Linked DNA regions of Mus musculus: region 2 is linked to region 1. A link is a contact called in public Micro-C data. All regions are on one chromosome and are shown on one strand. The core of a region is the stretch at or near the end of the contact, and the rest is flanking DNA. Distances in the headings are between cores, read along the strand shown.

Evidence for each region. Hi-C and Micro-C count contacts between places; a contact is called where the count stands out from the background.
Region 2: a contact with region 1 is called in a Micro-C map of muscle stem cells, with 6 times the contacts expected there. The contact joins two enhancer-like sites. A contact is called at or near these places in 4 of 484 Hi-C or Micro-C datasets (cortical neurons, granulosa cells and muscle stem cells).

Annotation. Positions count from the first base shown.
Region 1 is chr1:12,112,797-12,120,542 of GRCm38.p6, reverse strand. No RefSeq gene overlaps it. Among named protein-coding and RNA genes, the nearest start is that of Gm30974, 56 kb to the right of the region's middle. Within about 2 kb of position 3,047, at least 6 of the 459 cell types and tissues checked have an H3K27ac peak or open chromatin away from gene starts, as enhancers often do. A contact at or near this core is called in muscle stem cells, where this site is marked.
Region 2 is chr1:12,273,678-12,281,423 of GRCm38.p6, reverse strand. No RefSeq gene overlaps it. Among named protein-coding and RNA genes, the nearest start is that of Gm22633, 97 kb to the left of the region's middle. Within about 2 kb of position 4,938, at least 9 of the 459 cell types and tissues checked have an H3K27ac peak or open chromatin away from gene starts, as enhancers often do. A contact at or near this core is called in muscle stem cells, where this site is marked.

The sequences.
Region 1 (7,746 bases), core at 1,798-4,297:
TTGGGGATCACAGAGCAGAAGGTATTCTGGGAAAAACTAGAATTTGTTTCCAGAGTCTCCTTTCTATTAATCACCCTACTATGCTATGTAAAATAAAACTTAGAATTTACAAGGACAGAAAAAGGCAAAATTTAGTCTTAGTTAAATTAATGATCTGAACTCCAAAAGTTTGGTCTGATGACTGCTATTGCCTCACAGTGTGATTTTTGTTCTCTAGTCCATAATAGAGTTGTTGAGTTGAAATGAACTATCCTAACTTTCCTAGCTCATCATTAATCATGCAGCCAACACTCCAAGTGTTAATTATTATAGTTCTTCTGTAAAGTCCATAAATGCTCACTACCAATCAATTCAAACATAAAGCATTTCTCTATGGTGCAAATATCCAAAATACTTTCAATGAGGTTTTTTTTGAAATTCTTACTATGTTATTACTACCTGCTGTCACTTGACAGTGCAACAGAACAGCAGAAGTTATTTTTCCACTCCAGCTGTAGCTATTATCTATTAACCATCCTGTCCTCATCATTCCCTCCTACTCACAATCTCTAACCATTGATATTTATTATATTTTCAATTTCTATTAGGACGATTTCACTTAAATTTTTCATAGTACTTACCTTCACTTAATATTTTACATATGTGCGCACTATTAACTTGTTTCTATTTTACGTATACAATATTTTTCTTATTAATTTTTTTCATTCTTTAACAGATGTATACTCTAAGAGCAAGGATTTTTTTTGGGGGGGGGGAGGAAAGGGTTTATTCATCTTACATTTCCACATTGTTGTTCATCACTGAAGGAAGTCAGGACTGGAACTCACACAGGGCAGGAAGCAGGAGCTGATGCAGAGGCCATGGAGAGATGTTCTTTACTGGCTTGCCTCCCCTGGCTTGCTCAGCCTGCTCTCTTATAGAACCCAAGACTACCAGCCCAGAGATGGTCCCACCCACAATGGGTCCTCCACCCTTGATCACTAGTTGGGAAAATGCCTTACAGCTGGATCTCATGGAGGCATTTTCTCAACTGAAGCTCCTTTCTCTGTGATAACTCCAGCCTGTGTCAAGTTGACACAAAACCAGCCAGTACAATTGACCCCTTGTCAACTTGACACACAAACACATCACTAGTAAGCCTCAACCCTTAGTTACTTATTCAGCCCCAAGATCTAAATAACTTTCAAAGTCCTACAGTCTTTACATATTCTTAAAATTTCAATCTCCTTAAAATATTCAATCTCTTTTAAAATTCAAAGTCTCTTAACTGTGGGCTCCACTAAAATACTTTCTTCCTTCAAGAGGGAAAAATATCAGGGCACAGTCACAATCAAAAGCAAAAATTAAACTCCAACTGTCCAATGTCTGGGATCCAACTCATGATCTTTTGGGCTCCTCCAAGGGCTTGGGTCACTTCTCCAGTCCTGTGCTTTGTAGCACACAGCTGAGCAAGGATTTTTATGTTGCTTGTTTAGCCAGTGCAAACCAAGTTAGACAGTGGTAAATATTTGAAGTAATTGCAGTGTAGAACTTTCCTCTGTCCTTGATATGACCATTGTCATCTGGAGCATAGTTGTTGTGGGGACTGTTATGAAAAGAAACTCAACACATGATACAACAGCTAGCCAGACCTATGGTATTAGAGCTGCATACATCCCTTCTTAGGGGAAAAAAGAGAGGAACAAAATCTCGAGAAGTCTGTCCCTGAAAACTGCTGCTCCTTCTTGCCTGGCTACATAATCATGGGAATGCTAAAGTATTTGAGGAGAAAATATTGATTGGGAGTGTGACATTTGGTATTGTAGCGACCTCCTAGAGGAGTCCACGTTCATCTCGGTAATGTGCTCCTTCACTGGCCAAGTTTCTGGGTATGCTAGTTATTTTTGCCTTATTGTATATGTTGGAAACAAATCACTGTATGTGCCTCAATCTCAATGAGAGGGAAATTGACTTCAATTTTTTTCAAAGTAAGAGTTTCAAATAATTTCCATATTATATAAAGAGCTGTATTCAGATACAACCAAACTTTTATTTCAGAACATATTTTTAAATATACTTACTTTATTTTATGTGTGTTGGTGCTAGGCTGCATGTGAACCTAAGCATCACATGCGGGCAGTGCCTAAAGTGCCCAGAAGAGATGATTAGATCTCCTGTACCTGGCATTTCAGACAGTTGTGAGCCTCCATGTGAGTGATGGAAATCAATCCTAGGTCCAGTGCAAACCAAGCCAGACTGTGGTAAATATTTGAAGTAATTGCAGTGTAGAACTTTCCTCTGTCCTTGATATGACCATTGTCATCTGGAGCAGCCAGAACTCTGAACCACTTACTGAGCCCTCTCTTTAGCCCTCCTATAATGCAATTTTAATCTCACATAGAAAACATTTTGTTACAGCAGAATATAAAAATGTATAGCGATGCCTGTCACCATACACACAAAGCTGGTAGACCATCTTCGTATGTATGCAGCAATGACATAACATCAATAACTTTTGCAAAGACTTTTCTTTTATGGTTCATTACAAACAAGAGTAGGGGGGTGTAAACATTTCTAGCAAGCACCAAAGAACTAAATAATGAACAAGGGAATATTTTATACAATAGCCAGAGGCAGTGTTGGCCAATTTATTAAGTAAAATTTAATTTGATAATCTTGTCTTGAATGTTGGCAAAAAATGCCTGTAAAAGGAACAGAAGCAATGGGGACCATCGTAAGATTACTTGGAGGTTTCATTTTTCCATTGCTTGTTTCGCTTTAAAGTAAGAAAAAAATCATAGTGACTCAAAAGATTATACGTTATTCCAGGCTAGCAATTCTCCCCCTACTCTGTGAAAGACTGTACATTGTTCAATAAATTAAAAACTCTAAAGTGTCTACTAATTAGTTGCTTTATAAATATGAAGCACAAAAATTGATTTGCCAGTTTTCTCTTTTAAGTAAAGTGACTCATTGTTTTGATGTCTACCATATGACACATTGTTTCTTAGCTGCTCTGAGTGGCCTTTAAGAGACCTCTGCTTTTAAAAATCTTGTTTCATTTATAAAAAAAATAAGCAAAACTTGTTAGAATTTAGGGCGTGATGCCCACACGGCCATGACTACTGGGCTATGTCTCATTATTGAATGTCATACTTGAATCACTCTGGAGCTAATTTTGCTGAGAGATCCTGGGGCCTAAAGTGATAATTAACCTACCCATGGCCAGATGATGAGCACAGTTAGAATTGAAGTACAGACTTTCTGACTCATTTTCGCTGATTATATTTCTTACATGTCTTTGTTTAGATTGAGCCTCACTTACATGACCAATAAAGAATCTAAAAAATGCAGGGCTTCTTTGTGAATGAGTTTCCTCATGGGGTTCTGCCAATCTTCTTGTGGGTCTGTGGAATTCCAAAAAAAACCATGGGACAGCTGCATTATCCTCTTTCGTATTACATAGGAGAGACCCCCTAATAATGCTAAGCTGTGATATTTAGTTCATCAGTAATAACAGTTTGGATTTAGGGAACAGTTGCATTGATTAACCAATATAATTTCCAGAAGACACAGGAAAGCATAATTACCAAGCTCTGGTCTTCCAAACATCTCTGTGCAGGTTGGACTGCCCATGTAGACACAAATCCCTTCCTTACTCTGAGAGAAGAGTGGATCAGGAAGGGAGAAGAAAGGAAGAAGGGGTTGGAGGCGTGGGGTGCTGACACATGTTCTGGGGTGTAAGTTTTAATATTCAACATATTTTGAGTCCTATTGACACCTTCAGCTCTAATGACAGAGAAAGCTATTACAATGGGAATTTAAAGAAAATAGTATCAAATAGCTAAATTAAAGAAACGAAGGATTTGGATAGTTGTGTTAACTGGGCAAGTATCTTTGTCTTTCTGTTCTTCCTTTTTAATAGTGAAATAGTAGTAGAGATTCCATGTAAAAATCTTAGCGTTTGTGTTAATGCACCACAAATGCTAAAGTGTTACTATTATTTTATACCTATATCTGAGATTGGAGTTAAATGGATCTATACTAACTATTTCTATTATTTAACTGTCAACTGTTTCAGATTGTAAAATAGTTTGGCTTGGTTTAGTATTACTAAAAACTTTTGACATATTCTCTGGAGTCTCATGACTTTAGGATATAAATAAGGTCTACATAGTGACAGTTTACTCTTATAGCATCAACCTCAGAAGACAAGATACTAGCTACAACAAAGCTTGACTTATAAAAAACTACTATTGCAGAAGAAGTGGTAGAGTTTGCCTTGGATCAAGATGTGGGCAATGTGATCACTAATATCCAGTGGTTAGGTGGAGTTGGTAGCAAAGGATGTAGAGGTGAGGAGAAGGGCTAGATGCTTAATAGAAGTACTTTAATGTTTCTAGTTTCCTGATGAAGAAGGAAGCAAGATAAACTTTACCTAGAGAGAGTGTTAGAAAGCAAAAGACACGTAAACCCTTGTGTTTCTTGTCTACTGCTTAACAGTTTTAGTGTTTTGTCCTTTTCTGAACTGGCTTACTTTTTGATACACCTTTATATCCCTTTTTAAACGTATTTGATGATATGAGGATCCCATTTCTGCTTAGAGTTTGTGAGTTCTCAGAGAACAGAGTTCTTAGCAGATTGCTTGTGATGCCCTTGGCCATATGGTGTGAGCAATGAAGGTTGATGCATCAAAGATTCAGGTTTTTAAAAACTGAAATGTACAAATAAGATGATCAAAAAAGACAAAAAAATACTTGCTTTTAATAATTTGTGAAGACTCAGATGTCTTGTCATGGGCAAATAGAGTGGAGTAGTGTACTAGAGTTTGGGGAAAGTAAATAAGAGCAAGATGGGAAGAGAGTGCAGAAGCAGCAGAAACACATGGTGGAGGCTGCTCCTGGTAACCTTGGTTACAGCAATCACTAAATATTTTTATCTAACTGCAGGAGTGTGAAAGGTTCATTTACATAAAACATACTCATGCTTGATGCAAGGGAAGACCTTCTCATGATTTGATCACAATAAATTCTACTCTGTATGCATATCCATTAGCATATTGTACTCTGGAAGATACAAAATTTTCAACAAAATACATCTATCTCCAGGAACTCTTATTTTTAAGGTGAAAAATGTTCCTCAAGTTCTTGAAGAGCCCCTGTATATTATAGACACTTCCAAAAGGTTCTGTGATCTTGCAGTTATAAAAGTATGAATTCTAGAAAGTAAAGTATGAGATGTATTAGTAATGGGTGCTGAGCCAACCAACCATGTCAGTGGTTAAATGGTGTAAGTATCTCCATTACAGTTCAAAGAGAATGACAGGTCCTTGGACTGGAGCCACACAAATTCCAAACAGTAAGCAGCACATTTCACACTGAACTTCAAACACAATTTAACAATAAAGATTTGAAAGGTGTTGCCTGTCATGTTCTTCCAAGTTATTAACCACATTAAATTATGTAGATATTTCAAAAGGGTAAGAAAATATAAGTAATTATTCCTCAAATATATTAAATACTATATATTTATGGCTAAAAAGTGTTATACTAAAATATTTACAAATAAAATGATAGATGGTTATGTATAGTAAAAATATGAGGTGTTAACTTCAAAAGTATATATAATTATCGTTCTGGTTTATTTTAGAGTATAGGTTTAACCACAAGCTATGCAAATTAAGGTATTATATTCAGTGTTTATGTAATTGCAGAGTATTTCCTCTAAAATTATTGTGAAAATAGCTATAATTAAATAAATGCTCTCTTTAATTACTGTAAAGTCCCATAATCTTTTTATGCAGTATAAAGAGAGTTGTTGTTGCATCCTCATGAGAGCTAGGCACTCATGACAGTGACACCCCCACCATGGGCTATTAAATTATATGACCATACATTGATCCACAAATCTCCAATAAATAGTGACGCTGACAATGCGTGAGCCCACTGTTCTAAAGACCAGAATTGTCTCCTGCATTCCATTTTGACTCTTGACGTGACACTGTTTCAGATATTTCCAAACATGAAAAGAATTCTGAGTTATTTTTATAATCAAATGATCTATCTTCCATTTGCTCAAACATTCCCAATAACGTTGAAGAAGCAACTACATCTGGATTCATTTTCACACTACTTCATGTAAATATTTTCAAAAGGAAAGCAGTGAATAAAATAATGAATCAACTTAAAGCCCAGCCTTATTACAAACAGCTGGCTTGCAAACATGTGCCTGAAGAGAAGGATCATCTATGTGCAGTTTGTCCCATTTACTTTCATTTTCTTTTAGATGCATTCTTTTTCCCTTCTGGAAAAGAATGCTAGATGATGATGAAGAAGAAGAAGAAGAAGAAGAAGAAGAAGAAGAAGAAGAAGAAGAAGAAGAAGAAGAAGAAGAAGAAGAAGAAGAAGAAAAGAAGATTAAATTCAGAACAAATGAACTTCACTCATTTTTGCTAGTATTTTATACTGAACCATCATACTTGGATACATTCAAGATCAATTATCTTTAAGTTTCCAACATTTGTAATATACCCACCCAGTATGCTGCTGGGGTCTGTCTGTCATGGCTGTTTTCTTCCTCCCTGGAATATAAAGGTAAGGCACTACTTTGCTATCTTTTGACTGTTATTTTAACTGCAACTGTCTATTATTTTAGCCATCTGTGACCACAGCTACAATGATACTAGAGGCAGAGAGGACTTCAGAATCTATTTTGTCCACTTCCCTTCTTTTAGAGCTGAAGGATGTGTCATTTAACTTGTTCTGTACACTCAGTGAAGGGAGCCAGGACACCCTGCTCTCACCCAAATACTCCCAGTCTATGTGCACTGCACTAACATTTCTGTTTCCTCTTCCATGGCTTGCTTAAGGTAACTCTCCTTTGGTTCTCCACACAGGGTACTTTACATTCAGAATCACTTTCTTTCCTTTCACCGGATCACATCCATGTCTCTGTATGCAACTCACATTTTGCATGCACACATTATGGACAGGACCTATCTTTTAGTTTTGGTTTTCTTCCTTAAGCAATGTCTGTTTGCAGACATTGTGCAAAGATTCATACACAAACATGAATATAGAGAATTATCCTTTTAAAAATAACTTGTTTCTTTATATGTGCGAATGTGCATGAATGTCTATGTTTTCACAAGTCCATGCATACAAATGGGAACAAGAAATTAATCCAGGTAACTGAACACCTTGTGTTTTAGGTGTTGAGTGTCTCACTGAAACCTGGGAGTTTCCAAGTCAGCTAGGCTGGCTTGCCAGCACATCCCAGGAACCATTCTGCCTCCACATCACCTCCTCAGCCCCATGGTGCTGAAATCACAAGCGTAGGCCAGATTTTTATGAGGATGTTAGAGACTGAGTTTGGATCCCCTTGCTTGCATAATAAGCATTTTACTAACTGAGCCATCCCTCTAGCCCATTTATCGTCTCTTCTCTTTCTTCTACTTTAGAATCCTGAACTCAGTGCCCTACAGAACAACAGGTAGTTATTGGACTTTTGTATGAGGCTGCTTGTGGAGGTGGCCAGAGTGCTGTCATTTACTCCTAAAGTTACTTTTCAGCATTATTACTGGGACCGCAACTGCAAATGAGGCTAAGTTTGGAAGAAGTGTAAAGTAGCTAATGGAGGACACTTTCATTCTCAAAACATCATGTTCACCCCATCATCACTGTGTGTGGTAGGTAGGAAAGCTACATCAAGAGGGAATTAATAAGGGTGTCATTACGTCTCACATATATCCAGTTTTCAAGTGTCAAA
Region 2 (7,746 bases), core at 3,689-6,188, 160 kb before region 1:
GTTGGTGTGAATGGAAGCTCCATGTCCACTTTCAGGTGAAAGTTCTGATTAGTTGACCTTTTATTTTCCAACAAAGAGATCAGGAGAGGATTGTCATATTATAACAAAGCTTTCCCCAACGCAGGGGCATGAGCTGGCCTTTTCAGAGATTAGCTGACCTATGACTGACATTTCACTAAATGATAAATTAGCTTTGTGACTTTCACTCATTGATATATTGGTGGTTACTTGTTAAGGCCAAATCAAGTTTACAGTCACTGTTATAGACTAACCTTGGTTATAAGCTGGTGGCAGTGGTGAGAGTTTACACTAATTACTACCACATACGAAACTTCAAAACCAACTATATTGTCTCTATTTCACCTTGGAAGAAAGCCTGAAGGAAACACATAGATAAGCCATGATGGAACTGGGCAAGATGTATCCCCAGAATCATATGATTAGTTGTGAAACACTCTATTACTAAGCACTTTTAAAATCATCCCTTAAATATAACAATTGGGGTGATAGGTCATTAAGCTAATTCCAAGGAGATTTTCCTTTCAGCATTTAGTGGGAGGAACATGAATTAGGGAGTGCCAAGGAGAAGGCAAATTAAGATTTTACTGAAAAATCCTACCCATGAGTTTTGTCTCTCTGGGAGACTTTGAACAACTTATTATACCCCATTTCCCTTTCTATACAAGGCCACAGTGGATGTCTTTGTGATGTTCTAAATTGTTACACGTCTAAGGTAATTTCCCGTCCATCCTTCTACCTCATATTCCCTTCCTCTGCTCCCTCCCCTTCCCCTTCCCCTCCCCCCCCCCAGCCCCTTGCCTCCTTTTCTCTCTATTTTCCTCTCCTCTTTTCAATGCCATAACTGGTTCCAAAATATTTTGTTTCAAAATCTTCAATAATACACAAAAATTTCAGTTGCTTCTATTGATTAAGAAAAAAAAATAGTTTGGAAAAGAAAAATCTTTTCCCCCCCCCACAAGACTTCTTGCTTAAAAATCACAGGACTTACTAATTGATATTGGATAACCAATTAGGGGGTTCTTCCCTGGAGAAAACTATCTCTCCTGCTCTCAGCATGCATTAATCTCTTATTCTTTGTTTGAGGGTAGAACCCCATGAGATTTTCCCTTTCCCATTAGCATGTCTCTAGATGTTATTCTTCTTAAGGTCTTGTTTAGTCAGCCATATTCTTGAAGTAATATGAATCAAGAGTTCCTGTCATTTCTATGAGACAATCTCACAGTAGATTTCCTGATCCTCTAGCTCTTGAAATTTTTCTTTCATATATGTGTGTAACAATAACTAGGAAAAGGAGGTCCTGAATTTGACTGAAGGCAAGAGAAGAGCTTGAGGAAGGAAGGGGAAAGGAGGAATAATGTAAAAAAAAAAAATAGAAAAACTCAGCAAAACCCTCCAACCAACCCACCCACAATCCAATCCAATCCAATCCAATCCAATCCATTCCAATCCATCAGTCAATCAGGATAGAACACCCAGGGCTTGGCATAGTTTTGGAGCTAAATGTGCATTTAAAAAAATCCTAGTCATATAATTTTCTAAACTGTCCAGTGTGAAAATTTATGTCACTGGAATCGTCTCTGTCTTGCACAGGTGAGTGGCTGCCCACCTCTGGGCATGTGACCTTTACCTGGAACTTTAACTTGGAAAAGATTTCAGTAAATCTGTTTCTGGTTGATCCCTGGTTCCATATTTCCATTTGAGCATGTGTGTTAATCAGTAAATTTTTGTCCTTCTATAGATTGGATGTTCTCTATTAAACACTGTGATATGCAGGCATTTTCCCTCTCTCTACTCCAACTGAAACTCCTTTGGCAAAGTAGGCGAGAAGCTCAGCCTGTCCTTTTTGGTTCAATGAGGAAGAACCACTGCACGACCAAGTGAATTCCCTCAGTCTTTCATTTGTGCTCACTAACATGATGGTTGCTTTCTTCTCTATTGAGATGGATATTTTCCAAATCTGCCAGTGATTTGGTAGTACTTGACTCTTTGTGTACTTACCAGGGATCTCACCAGAGGTTCCTGAGTAGGGGCAGTGTTGGCCAAACTGAAAAAGCCCCTGGAATTCCAATAACAGAGACTGCTTACTTTTCCTATTCCATGTTTATTTTTCATCTTTAGTTTGATTAGATTAAGTTTCCTTTATTTAGACTTCAGCAGGAACAACAGACATAAAGAAATTTAGGGGATTTCAAACTTAATTTGAAAAGACAATCAATTAAACCACTACCATAAAAATATCACATCATTTAGAGGCTTATTCACCCCATGAGCTAAATGGCCCTAGCAAGAGCCCAGGCCTTCTGTGTCCACTGGGCAACTGGTATGGATATTCAAGGGACATGCTGTGCTCTGACTCCCTGCTTGACCCAGCATGTGTTCACTGTCGGGCTCTGGCTTGGTAGAATGTTTGACATTGGCTGGGGATGAATTTTCCCGGTCAGCCTTACTCTTGCCTGGGTTTCTGTTGACTGAGCATGTGACTCTGTACTTTTCTCTGCAAGAGAAGAACAAGAGAAAACACAAAAGCATACCATGTAATAACATGATTTACTTGCAGGATTCCATCTGGTCTATTGTTTGAGGATGTTCAGCTCTTGATGGTGTCCTTAGGCAAAAGCCATTCTTGTATTTTAGGAGCAGTTAGTGAGCGAGACAGAGGCTTCAGGATCTTCTGATGCGTGATTCTGTCATGATGATAACATCTCATCTTGCAAATATCCCTTTTTATCTTTTCCTACAGATCTTCCTTGCTTTCTATATTTTATTTTTAAGCTTTTTATTAGTTCTTTGAGAATTTTGTACAATGTATTTTAATCATATTTTCCTCTCCCCTAATTGATCCCAAGCCCAACCTGTCTTCTCTTCCCTGCTTACAACTCTGTGTTCCAAAATGCCCATTAACTAAGATTTGTGTTGCCCTATACTTTTTGATATATGGTCATCTAGTGGACCATAATCTACCTAGCAGGGCTTAAGGTGCAAACAATGAAAGACTACAGTTCTTTATCTAGTTATTCATCCCCCATCAATCTTCATTTGGACTGAAACAGCAATATCCTAAGAAATCTCCTTACTCCAATTTCTAAGGAGTAATTAGAATATCAGGTACTCACATATTCAAACACTATGATGTCATGTCATACAGGAATCTCCAAGGATTGGTACCACATTTGCTGCACTCAAATCTTTCTACTGTTCTGCCTTAGCCTACCTACTGATTCATTCTTTTCCTATCAGATACAAACAAGTCAACACAGACCTGCCACTCATGTCCAAAGAAGCCTTTGTGTTTTGTGTTCCCCAGGGCCTTTTATACTTAGATTATACATGTTTTCTACCAGTCACTCTAGTTAGACCTCCTGTATGAAATATTTATCTATACTCTGAGTTTTAAAAAACTCCCTGTCTTCTTGTAATATTTGTCTATCAAAACTAATAAGACTTTGGAAATAGATATGCTCAAAATACATTTTATTGAAATTCTTTGAAGAAACTTTTTGCATATTTATAATTATTTATGAAGCATAGACATGGGGTATATAGCCACCTCTGTCATTGAGGTTTCTAATGAAGATTTTTAAAAATTAAGTTTTAAAAGTTATCTCCCTTCAGGGCCTACATCTGCCACTCTTCTTTCTCGATTTCATAATTAAATTAAAATTTTTTTACTTACTTGAGACAGGGTCTTGCAATGTAGCCCTGGCTGACCTTGATACATAGACTATTTTATTTGAACTTGCAAAGATCTTTTAGATTCTGTTTCTTTTGATCATTTTAACATTATATCATATTTAATAATATCTTAACATGTTGATATATGTCTGCATAATGCTTGATTTCCTATACAATGTTATATCATTTGAATTCAAAACCCCTTATGAAACATTGATGCTGCCTCTTCTAGAATCACAGTGTTTTAAAGTCTGTGTAAAGTTAGGAAGTTGTAGCAAATAAGAAAAGGGTTAGAGTGATGAAAGATTCAGAGTAAGTGAATAGTTTACAAAATCTTGTTTTCCACATCTTAAGAACAAGGAAGCCAGACACTTCAGACTTTTACATAAAAAGCTGATATCTAGAAAACATCACAATGAAAGAATGTAATTTTTCATTACCTTCAGTTTTAAAAAGTCATTGTCTTTCTTCTTGGTGGTAATCTCACCTTTTCGATGAGATCCTGTCTATACATATGTGTTTGGAAGCCATCTACAGTTTTAGGAGAACTGAGGGCAAAATAATTGAGGTTTTTTTTTTTTTTTTTAATGTATATGAAAGGGTTTTAAATTGTGTATTAAGTAAACTATAGCCATTACTGGAGTTAATAAATGTGGAATGCTAGAAACCCCATGTTGATCAAAGAAGGTAAGGGAGAAAAATAAATCAGTAATTGTTTAGCCTTTACATTTTATTTAGCCTTTATATTTCACTCTCTGTTTTCTCCTTTTATGCTCAGCCATTGCCACCAACCAAGTGTCCAAGCTGACTTGCCTATAAAACAAACACAGAAATTATGTATTTTATTGTACTAGCCTCTAAGATCTGGAGATCCCCTCACTGGAGGTGCTATGGGGTTGAGCTAGCTGTATGTGGAGAAAAGTAATTCTATTTCTTTGCAATACCTATGGTCTAGCTATCATATTTCTAGGTGCTTACAGGAAAGCATGTACTGCCAAGAATTAGCATGAGATGATCGCAAAGATCTTTTCCAGTGGAATAGATTAAAATCTAGAAAATGACCACCACCACGTGGTTTGCAAAAAGCAAAGGCTCAACTCCTAAAAGCTAGTGGTCTTCATCTTCTGGGTGCAGCGTCAAAGCCAAGACAACCTTCCTGTTAGATCACACGGATAAAGAGAACCTCAGAAGAATGAAAGAGAAGGGGTCAGGAAAGTATTATTTTCAATTCAAAAGCATGAAGTGAGTCACAGGAACTGGGAACTAGTGAGCTCAGATTTCCCAGTTTGGTCTAGGGGAATAAGGAACCAGCAGCTGGGAGGGTGTATCAAAAATCTCCCTTGCTGGGGCAAAATAAAGAAGCTGCCAGGGATTTTAAATATTCTGGGAAGTTACTTCCTTTTGACTCATGTTTAAAATTATCAAATGATGTTAGTTTTGAAGGAAAGAAAAACCTTTCAAAATTTCTATGGATTTTTTCATCAATGGTTAAATGTTTGAGTGTATTAAATTCCCCCTGCCAACATTCCTTACATGGTAAATAATATTAAAAAGATCACACATTCTGAGATATTTCTGTAAGCAAACAGTGAAAATGTGGGAAGGGTTGTTGTGGCCATTTGTACCGACAATAACTAGACTGTTTCAACCATACAGGGATGGGTCTTAGTGATTAATTTAAAAGTTAAAGGTTCCGTCCAGCCAAGTTTCTCACTGTGTAGAGGAGAAAGAAGATTTCAGAAGTATTGTTTTGGTATATTTCTGTTCTTCCTGATGGGCATGAAAGCCTAAAATATTTATTACAATTCTAGATACAAGACTTTGGTTTATTTATTTTTTGATAATAGGGCAAGAGCTTAGCTTTGAACAATGTCGGAAATGGAAATTTTCAGACATTATTGTGCTGAAAATGCAGATAACGATGAGTCTCTATGTTTCTCCCTCTCCCTCCCCCTCTCCCTCCCCCTCTCCCTCCCCCTCTCCCTCTCCCTCTCCCTCTTTCTCTTCTCCCCCCCATCTTATCCTGTGTGGTTTACCACAAAGTATCTAAAATAAGCAGTTGCTGGGCCTTGTAAAGCATGTATCTGGGACAGACTCAAGGCTTTCTTTATTTTCCTTCCAGTAGACAGTGTGTGTTGTCATGCTGAATTAAAAAAAAAACTATTTTGGATAATTATAAGACAGTTGTTAGTTCTCTGCCCTGTGCTGTACTTTACAACACATTTTCCATTATACAACTATCTTTTTACACACTTTGTGTTAGTTTATGCCTATAGATGCATCTCTAAAAGTCCTTATTTTTACAACATAATTTAATAAGACCTCAAATTCTTCATACTGATAGCCATTATCACAGAATGGAAGACATCCCTCTAAGAGTCAATTGCGTGTTATTTATCATCTACATTTGGTCATTTGTCATAAAGCATTGGAAAATCAGTACTACTGCTGTAGCCCATTTCTTTTTTTCCTCTGAGTTCTTCAATCTTCTTCTGGTTAATGTTAAAGAATTTTAAGTTTAAGGCAAGAAGCAATGTATTAGAAACAAGATGGAAGCAGTGTACAGCAGGAGCATTCATTGAGCAGTTTGCTTTCAATCTCAGTCCTGATTCCATCCCTCACTCTGAGGTTGTAAGTTTGGAAAGAAGAACATTATTTTGCGATAGTTCTTTTAACAGAGAAGACAGCATTGTAATGTATAGAGTAACAGAATTGAGGATGTTTGTGAATCTAGCTTGCCCTTCCATCTTTCCTTCTCTCCAAAGACACCTAGGAAAACCCCTGTACTTTAAAGCAGAGGACTGCAGCTCTGATGCAGTTCTGTGTTGATTCAAATTCCCTTAGCTCTTAAAGAAGCCAACTGAAGCCTGATTACTCATCTCTGAATCTCATATGCTAATATTTCTTTGTTCACCTAAGATCTTTCCTAATTCTTTCATATTCTAATGAAGGTATTTTCTCTCTCATTTGCTGTCCATACTATGTTATTCACCCATTGATTTTTACTCAATGCCAAAGTTTGGGTTTTCCTTTTCCTTAGTCTGAGATCTTCTTGTGAGATGGACAAGCTGAAAATTCAGTGTTATTAAATCCTTATTCATTCAGGCCAGACATACACAGCAGGGATATCCTTGTAGGCATGATATTATTGCACATTGTGTAAAGATTATCCATGTATTATTCAAATGCTGATTTCTTTGCCCCCACATCTGATTGCAATCCAAATATGGTACTGTAATGCTTATTCTAAGTATTTCCTCCCCAATTGTGGATTTAAACATTATTCCCCATTGATTCTTTGACTTGTCAATAAAGTTGACCAGCCCATGGCTGAACAGAACAGAAAATAAGGCTGTATTTCCAATCTTAGCCAGGAGAAGTAGAGGGGAGTGGAGGGAAGGGGAGAAAGTATTCAACAGGGGAAGAGAAGGATCTAGAAGCTACCATGGGAACACACCTGGAGCAGAGAGAGCCTGACCAATACTAAAATACAAGTACTTGAGGATTTTGGCTGTGAGGGAGCCAGATTAGTTTAGAGGAATAGAATAGATAATAGCTGCTCAACTACTGTGCCATAAAGCCTATGAAATAAATCTTATAGTCTCTGTCTCATTTATTTGGGAACTATTCAGAATCAAGAAAATATTATCATTCTTAAAAGTGCACTAACATTTGGCATCCATCATCACTTAAAATTGCACTAACAAATATTGTTTTCAGCAGGATCAGGAATGAATTAGAATGGAAGTGATTTTCACTGTTTTCTTTGAGGTCCAAATTGTTCTAATTTTGTGTTTGAAACTTTGTCTATCACTAAAATTTACTCATGTATTTACAGGTTAAAATAATGTTAAATATTGTTAATATTTATAATAACATTATAATGCTAATGTTAAAATCAGGTAATATTTTTCTCCCTTATTTGAAATTGTTTATTTCCTTCCAATTTGCTATTTCCTCATTTCTTGTAAAGAACATTGAAGACTGGTAATCAAACTGTGTGCATAGCCACACAAAAGGCAAAAAGAATTGCTTTATCAAGACGTCTCCCAA